Regions from separate parts of the Drosophila melanogaster genome. Here region 1 is linked to region 2. Evidence: chromatin contacts called from public Hi-C data. All regions are on one chromosome and are shown on one strand. Each heading gives the region's core, a stretch centred on a gene start, on an enhancer-like site or on the middle of the called end of the contact. The rest is flanking DNA. Distances are from core to core; before and after follow the strand shown.

What was found. Hi-C and Micro-C count contacts between places; a contact is called where the count stands out from the background.
Region 1: a contact with region 2 is called in a Hi-C map of the Kc167 cell line, with 1.8 times the contacts expected there. The contact joins the promoter of CG2278 here to the promoter of UbcE2H in region 2. A contact is called at or near these places in 4 of 107 Hi-C or Micro-C datasets (the D17-c3 cell line, the Kc167 cell line, cellular blastoderm embryo and 1 more).

What each region holds. Positions count from the first base shown.
Region 1 is chrX:8,168,779-8,172,065 of dm6, forward strand. It overlaps CG2278, which reads right to left and starts at 1,488. Exons shown (of 3, transcript NM_001298080.1): 1 at 712-1,488; 2 at 188-642; 3 at 1-116. The coding sequence starts at 1,118. slpr (slipper) reads right to left here. Exons shown (of 8, transcript NM_001201630.2): 8 at 1,451-3,287. The coding sequence ends at 2,804.
Region 2 is chrX:8,092,522-8,095,835 of dm6, forward strand. It overlaps UbcE2H (Ubiquitin conjugating enzyme E2H), which reads right to left and starts at 1,543. Exons shown (of 2, transcript NM_167145.2): 1 at 1,254-1,543. It overlaps CG2258, which reads right to left. Exons shown (of 9, transcript NM_001298071.1): 9 at 1,729-3,314.

The DNA.
Region 1 (3,287 bases), core at 238-2,737, 76 kb after region 2:
GTAGTCATAGTAGTCCGGCAGGCGATGGTTATAGTCGTAGGAATAGTCCGGATACGATTTACAGTCACGCTCGTAGCTGTAGTTCAACTCCGGCCGGTATGGAAAGTAATTGGAACCTATCAACGGGCAATTAGTATATTTTAAATTGGAGGATTCTCCTCGAATGTCTAATGGCTTGCCCACTCACCGAAGTAACCATTTCGGTAGTTTCCCCCATCGTTGGAGTAACTGGGTCCGTTTCTCAGGTAATCGGCTGGCGCATAAAGTGGCGGTGGACCAATGCCACCGCCCACACGAAACTCCTCGAAGACATCCGCTTGAGGATTGGCATTGCCAAAGCTGCTGTTGCTCAGCTTACGCCGTGGCGATGGCGTCGGTGGCTGGGTTCCGGCATACAGTGCACTCACCACGGCTGGCGGCTGTGATGGCGCTACTGTTGTCACCACGGCCGATGGAACTGGCTGTGGCTGGTGAGGATGATGATGATGGTGCTGCTGCTGTTGCTGTTGCTGCTGGTGGTGATGGTGCAACTGATGCTGTGGTGTCCGCTGCACAGGTGTGTAGTACGGCTGACTGCCTCCGATGCGCCGGGCCAGAGATGTGGGCTGCGATTTGCTGACCGGAGCTTCAATGCCACCAAATCTGGGGGGCAGGAATAGAGTATATAGTGTATAAAGAATTCGCGCTCTTTCGGATTCATTTAGCACTTACCTTGCTTGTGTGACTATCTTACGTGGCGTGCTTTCCCTGAGCTCCTGCTGCTTCAGTGGCACATTTACTTCCAGTTCCAGGATCTGTTCCGGCAGTGAATCCTCCACCACCTCTTCCGTTCCGGTAATCGCTGCCTTTGGTGCCGCCTTCAGAGCTGGCACTTCGCTGAGCAAAGTCGGATGCACTGGCGACACGTTCGACATGCGAACATCATATCCGGCCGCCACTCCGGCCAGCAGGGATGCCATGTTGTACAGCAACAGTTCGATCACGGAAAGCTTCGGCTTGCGCGCCGAATCGCCGGCATAGAGTGTCGGCAGTGGCACGTTGCTGGTGAAGCGGCTGAGGAGATATGGCGATGGCGACATAATCGGCATGTTGGTGGCACCCGGACGCCAGTTATCCATCTTGCTATTGCCCTGGTAGCCTGGTCGGTCCGATCGGCAGCATTCCAAGGCGGATATGAGACATGATTGAGTTACGGCATATGGTTGGTACTGGCTTGGGGGAACGATGGCTGGGATATGGTCGGTAGTCGGGTGGTAATCGGATAGTCGGAGGCGGGGGGTACAAGAGTAGTTGGATAGTAACCGCAGGCAACACCAAAGTTTAACCACCGCATACCAAGGAGACTCTGTTCGTCCTATATTAATAGGTTAATCTCTCTCTCTCTCTCTCTGTCCAAAATTGTGGATTGTGCTCATGCACAGAGAAAATCCATTCTTCATTCAGTCATTTTCACGTTAAATTGACATTAAAAGATAGCTTCACTTTAAATAAGTTTAAGTAATTTAAATGTTAGTTTGGATCATTGGACTTTCTCTGTGCTTTTTAGCTGCGAGGCAATCAAAACTGGTCGGCAGATTGTCTTAAGTTGGTTTTATTGTCGGATTTCTGTTTCTGGGTATTGGTTCTTCTTTTTTTTTTGTTTGTTTTTTTTTTTGGGGTTGGCTTGGCCCCAACATGGAAAATACAATAATATACAAAGTACATTGAAATAGAATCGAGCACTAAACGTAGAATGAACAAATCGTAAAATGAAGTATAAATATACAATTGAAAGTTTTCATAAAAATAATACAAAAAAATGATCATTTCCTTTTCGTTTCATCATCGTTTTTTGATCACAGGTTTTTTTTTCTTTCTTTCTTTTGCGCGATTATTCTTGTGCTTTTTTTTTTTTTTTTTTGTAGAAATAAATCATAAATAAATAAAATGGAAAACCCGATTGCATAATAAATGTATGTAAATAAAACTGTGCTCAAAATACCAAAAAAGTCGAATATCAAATTAAAATTAATGTGCACCGCAACTTTTCGTTAAGTGTACTTAAGCCAAACGAAATGCCGCAAGCGATGGAAATTTTGGAAAATATCTCTTACAAAGATTGAGGGGGTGAAAAAAAAGGAGGAAGGACTCCAAAAAAATGTTCGAGTTCCTACAAAACTAGAACTTAGTTCAACTAAGATGTGTGTAATGTGTAATGTGTAAGGACGCACTTACGCATCGGTATAAATATAGCTTAATGTTAATCCAATTGTTACACATTTATGTATATGGTTTAGTTCAATATATTTTGCCATTGGCCCATGCACACGTTTTTTCTCTCCGTGTCTGTTTGTCTACGTACAAGCGGCGTTAGTCTATCTATCCGTTTGATCCTCAAAAGTTCGTCCTCACTTCTGTGCTACACATTGCAATTTTCTAGCCACTCCTCTGGCACAAAAAAAAAAACAAAACAAATCACTGGACTAATTAGGGATTAACTTGATTTGTGAATTTCGCACAACATATTGCATTCGTTAGGAACAATTCGGTTATTATGAAATGCCAACCGCGGACAGAGGGGTTTTTTGTTTAGTTCTATGATTTCGTTAGACGGAAAGAATTCGGATAGGTATCTGTATCTCTGGGCCCTACTAATTTCACACATTAGCTATGGCTAATCCTCGCCTGCTGTTTCATCTCTTCGCTCTTCCTTTGCGTCTGACTTAGTCTACAGTTTTAATATAAAACAATGAGCTAATTAGGCGGTTCTCATCTGGCGGCCAACTCCAACAGCAACACTGCAGCACGGCGCACAACTGGGACTTTAGCATCGCTCCAGTTGCTCGCAGGATTGCGTCTGCGGCTTTTTGCCTTTGCGCTTCAAAGAGCGACTGCTGCCCCCCATCGCCAAATCGGTTTGATAGGGATCAATGGCACAGAACTCGGGTCCACCGACCATGTTGTGCTCCGCCAGCTTGCTGTACTTCTTTCGCGAGCGCGTAAAGAGATTGAAAAGGGCACGGATTTTGCTCGATCCAGCCGAGTGATGCTGGTGCTGGGGATCATTGTGGTCATCATGTTCATGGTGCTGTCCCTCGACTGGCGCCTCAACAGACTTGGATTTGGTTATGTGCTTGGGCCGTTGCTTCTTTTGGTTCTTGGTCTGCTGGCGCTGTTCCTGGGCCCGCAGCTTAATGACATCGGGATGCGGCTGAACATCTTGCATCCGACGCGTATTCAGTATGGAGTTCTCCTGCATGTGATAGCCGTTCACGGCTTCCGTAGAAGCAATGGACGGTGAGGCGGAC
Region 2 (3,314 bases), core at 293-2,792:
AGATGGTAAATGGAATAAATTTGTTAGCTTCTTTACGTTAAATTTTTAACTTCTTATGTGGCTCTTTTTTCTTAGTGTAATGGACCCCCTTCAAAGGAAAATCATAATAACAAAGCGATGAGCAACAACAAATTGGACGAAGAGAGCCCCTAAAGTAAAGCAAAGCAAAGCAAAGAAAAGCTATAATCAAGGACAGCGACAGCTGTGAAATGCAGCAAAGGCAAAGCAAAGCCAGAAAAACAAGAAGCTAGAGAAAGAAATGAAACGGGAAATGGTAATAGGAGGGGGAGTGGGCTGAAAGGGTAGAGAGACGGGAGAGGCTAAAAAGCCGAAGTGGCGATGCCCTTCAAAATTGCACACATGTCACTGCCTTAGTGTGTGCGTGTGGAGCCTAGCAACAAAATATATACAAATACACATGCCAAAAGCAAATGAAGGAGGAGATTTAACGAGGTCAAATGCAACGGTTAAGCGAAAGGTTCGAAAGCAAACTCAAAATCAAAGTCAAAAATTAGGAAGACGTCTTAGTGGATTTCGTTTTTCGTGTTTTTGCAACCTCCCCCCACACATGCATAATGGGTCATTGACTGCACATGTGTGTGTGTGTACGCTTGTGTGGGGGAGGGGCAGAAAATGGTAGCAAATTGTTGTTGATGTAAAAGCATTCAATTTATTACTCAGCTTTAAAGCGCACATTTAATTGTTCGTGCTGATAAGACTTTTGAAACGCAAAACAGGGGGAGAATCGAAAACACAACGCAATAAGCAGGCCAAAAGCAAAGTGCGTAGTTTTCGGGTAGGTGGGGTAGGGTGGTGTGCAAAAGGGATGGCAATAGCACAACAAAGAAAATATTGCAACTAAGCTAACGGGGGAAGTTATAGAGATCCACATGTATATGTATATGTACAAATGCACGTTCTCAGCTTAGGGCTCCCGACTAACGGCGAATTGCTGGAAACAGAGGTAAATATGTATGTGGCGATTGGAAGTTTGATTTTGAATTCAAGGCAGCAGAATGCGAAATTAGAGAGAGAGGGCGATGGGGATTGCGGGCGCCAAAGAGAGATGGAAAACATTCACAGCTGTGCGGGGGTCAAACTGCTATTGTTGTTGTTGTTCGTCTATGGCTGATGATGTTGTTGTCGCACTCTCCCACACACACACACACTCGCAAATATCCGGGATATATTTTAAATATAAAGTAATTCTATTTTTCATCAAACAATTATGCATACACACACATATTCTGTACCTTTTTATTTTGATTTCTCTCGGTGTGTGTATATTTGCAGTTGCCTCCCGTTTTAGTTGTATTGTTGTTATTGTTGCTCGTGGGTGGTGTTATTGTGGACTGACGGTCGCCGTCGATTCTTACGCTTCGATACTTCTCCACATTTCCGTTTAATCACCGTGATTCCCTGTGCATTTTCCTAGATACTTCGTGTCTAATTACTTAATTAATTTTGTTTTGTTTTCCGGAATATGAAAGACTTGGAAAATTTGTAGTGTGACCAGCGCCTGCAGAGTGTGACCATTGATGACCGTTAAAATATACCGCAAGATTCTCAAAATATACCACTGAACAAAAGTGGTTCAAAGCTTCAATGGCCACAAGTCGAGTTTCAAACCTAAATTATTCTGCGTACAATTTTCAAAAAAAATCAGCTTTCAGAATTTGAAATTTAAACTCGTTGAATGTATACTTGAATTTTTGCATTTATTATTTTCATCTCTTACAATTGTAATTTCGTTCCGTTACATTTTGAATGCGTTTATTAAAACTTGTAATTTGTTTGGTTTTCTGTATTTAGGATCTCTATTTCGTGTTAAAAAATGAGAGGATAACAATCTTTTAAATTAGCTCTATTTGCTTGACGTAAAACGTGTTTGTTTTTGTTAACGTAGTACTTTTAAACATCAATTGTTTTTATTGCAGCTTCGTTTACTCTTTGCCTTATTGTTTTTATTTATTTCTTTTATTTTTCTTGCAAATACCGAGAGTGTTATTTAAATTCAAAATCGAAAGGTACAATTCGTGGCTAATATTGGTTTTAGTTTCTGATTTAGTTTAGTTTTTAACTGTTTGTAAATACTCCTATTCGTTATGAAACTTGGCAAATTAAATTCGTTCATGAATCAGCGCAGCTTGTCTCAATTTTAATATTAATTTAAAAATTAGATCCATACAGGGGTTTTTAAATAGATCTTTTAATATTATGCTCATGCGTTTTGATTAAAATTGGTTTCTTAAACAATATAACAATGGGAATCTCTAAAACTTAAATCAAATTGGATCGCAATGGTTTTAAGGGGGGAAACCACAATAGAAATTTATGGCAAAATGTTGAATTTTATAATTACGTTAACTTTTACTTCAATTCAGGCTGAGGCGAATTTTCAATTTTTTCCTAAGCTATAGGCAGTGTTTTCTAAACCACTTTTCGTTAACTGAAGGGGGTGAAAACTTAAAAGGGTATTGCTTTTTTAAAGTGGAATGATATCAAGATTTCTATACTACGTTTAAGGTAACCAAATCCAATGAAGAATATATATCATATGTGGTTTCCGCCCTCTAATTTTGTTTCATTACTAATCTGGTCTAAAATGTTAATTTTCATTTGAGCTTCGTTGTTTTAACTTTTAAGATTTATAACTGTGACGTAACAATAACAAAGATAGGCCATTGAAATCTGTCCAAAACTCTTTATGTTGTTATCTTGTTGGCTGTATGTGTTTATATAGAGATAGATATAACTTATCCCAGCGGATCGTGCTATCAGAAATAAATACAATATTCCTGCTTTGAAACTAGATTGAGAGGTCCTAGGCCTCTTCGAATCTAACTACTAAATAACATAACAAATACAATAGAGTTGCCTTAAAATTAAAATTTAAAATTATGGATCTTTTCGTTGGATCCGCTGGGAATTTTGTGTTGTTATTTTTTCTTGATAAATAGTGAGAGATATATAGAGAAAATGTGGCTGGTTTGCTGGAGGTTAAAACCCTATAGTTCAGAAAGAAAAGGTATTAACAAGTATTACAAAAAAAAATAAAACTGGTACTGCAATAATTTGTTTTAATATAATTCGGAATTCTGTATACCTTCAAAATGCAAGTGCCACAGTGTGTTCGTGTCTTTTAGTGAGTGAGAAATGCAAATGGTTGTCCTAACTTTCAATGCTCTTGCATAGTTAATTATTTTCAATTTCCAGCCTCCTTAGCCTCCAATTAATAAGTATTTGAGCTTTAACAATTGTCAATGATTTCCTGTTCGGCTTAGTTCTCCATCTCATAGATTATATAAACAAAT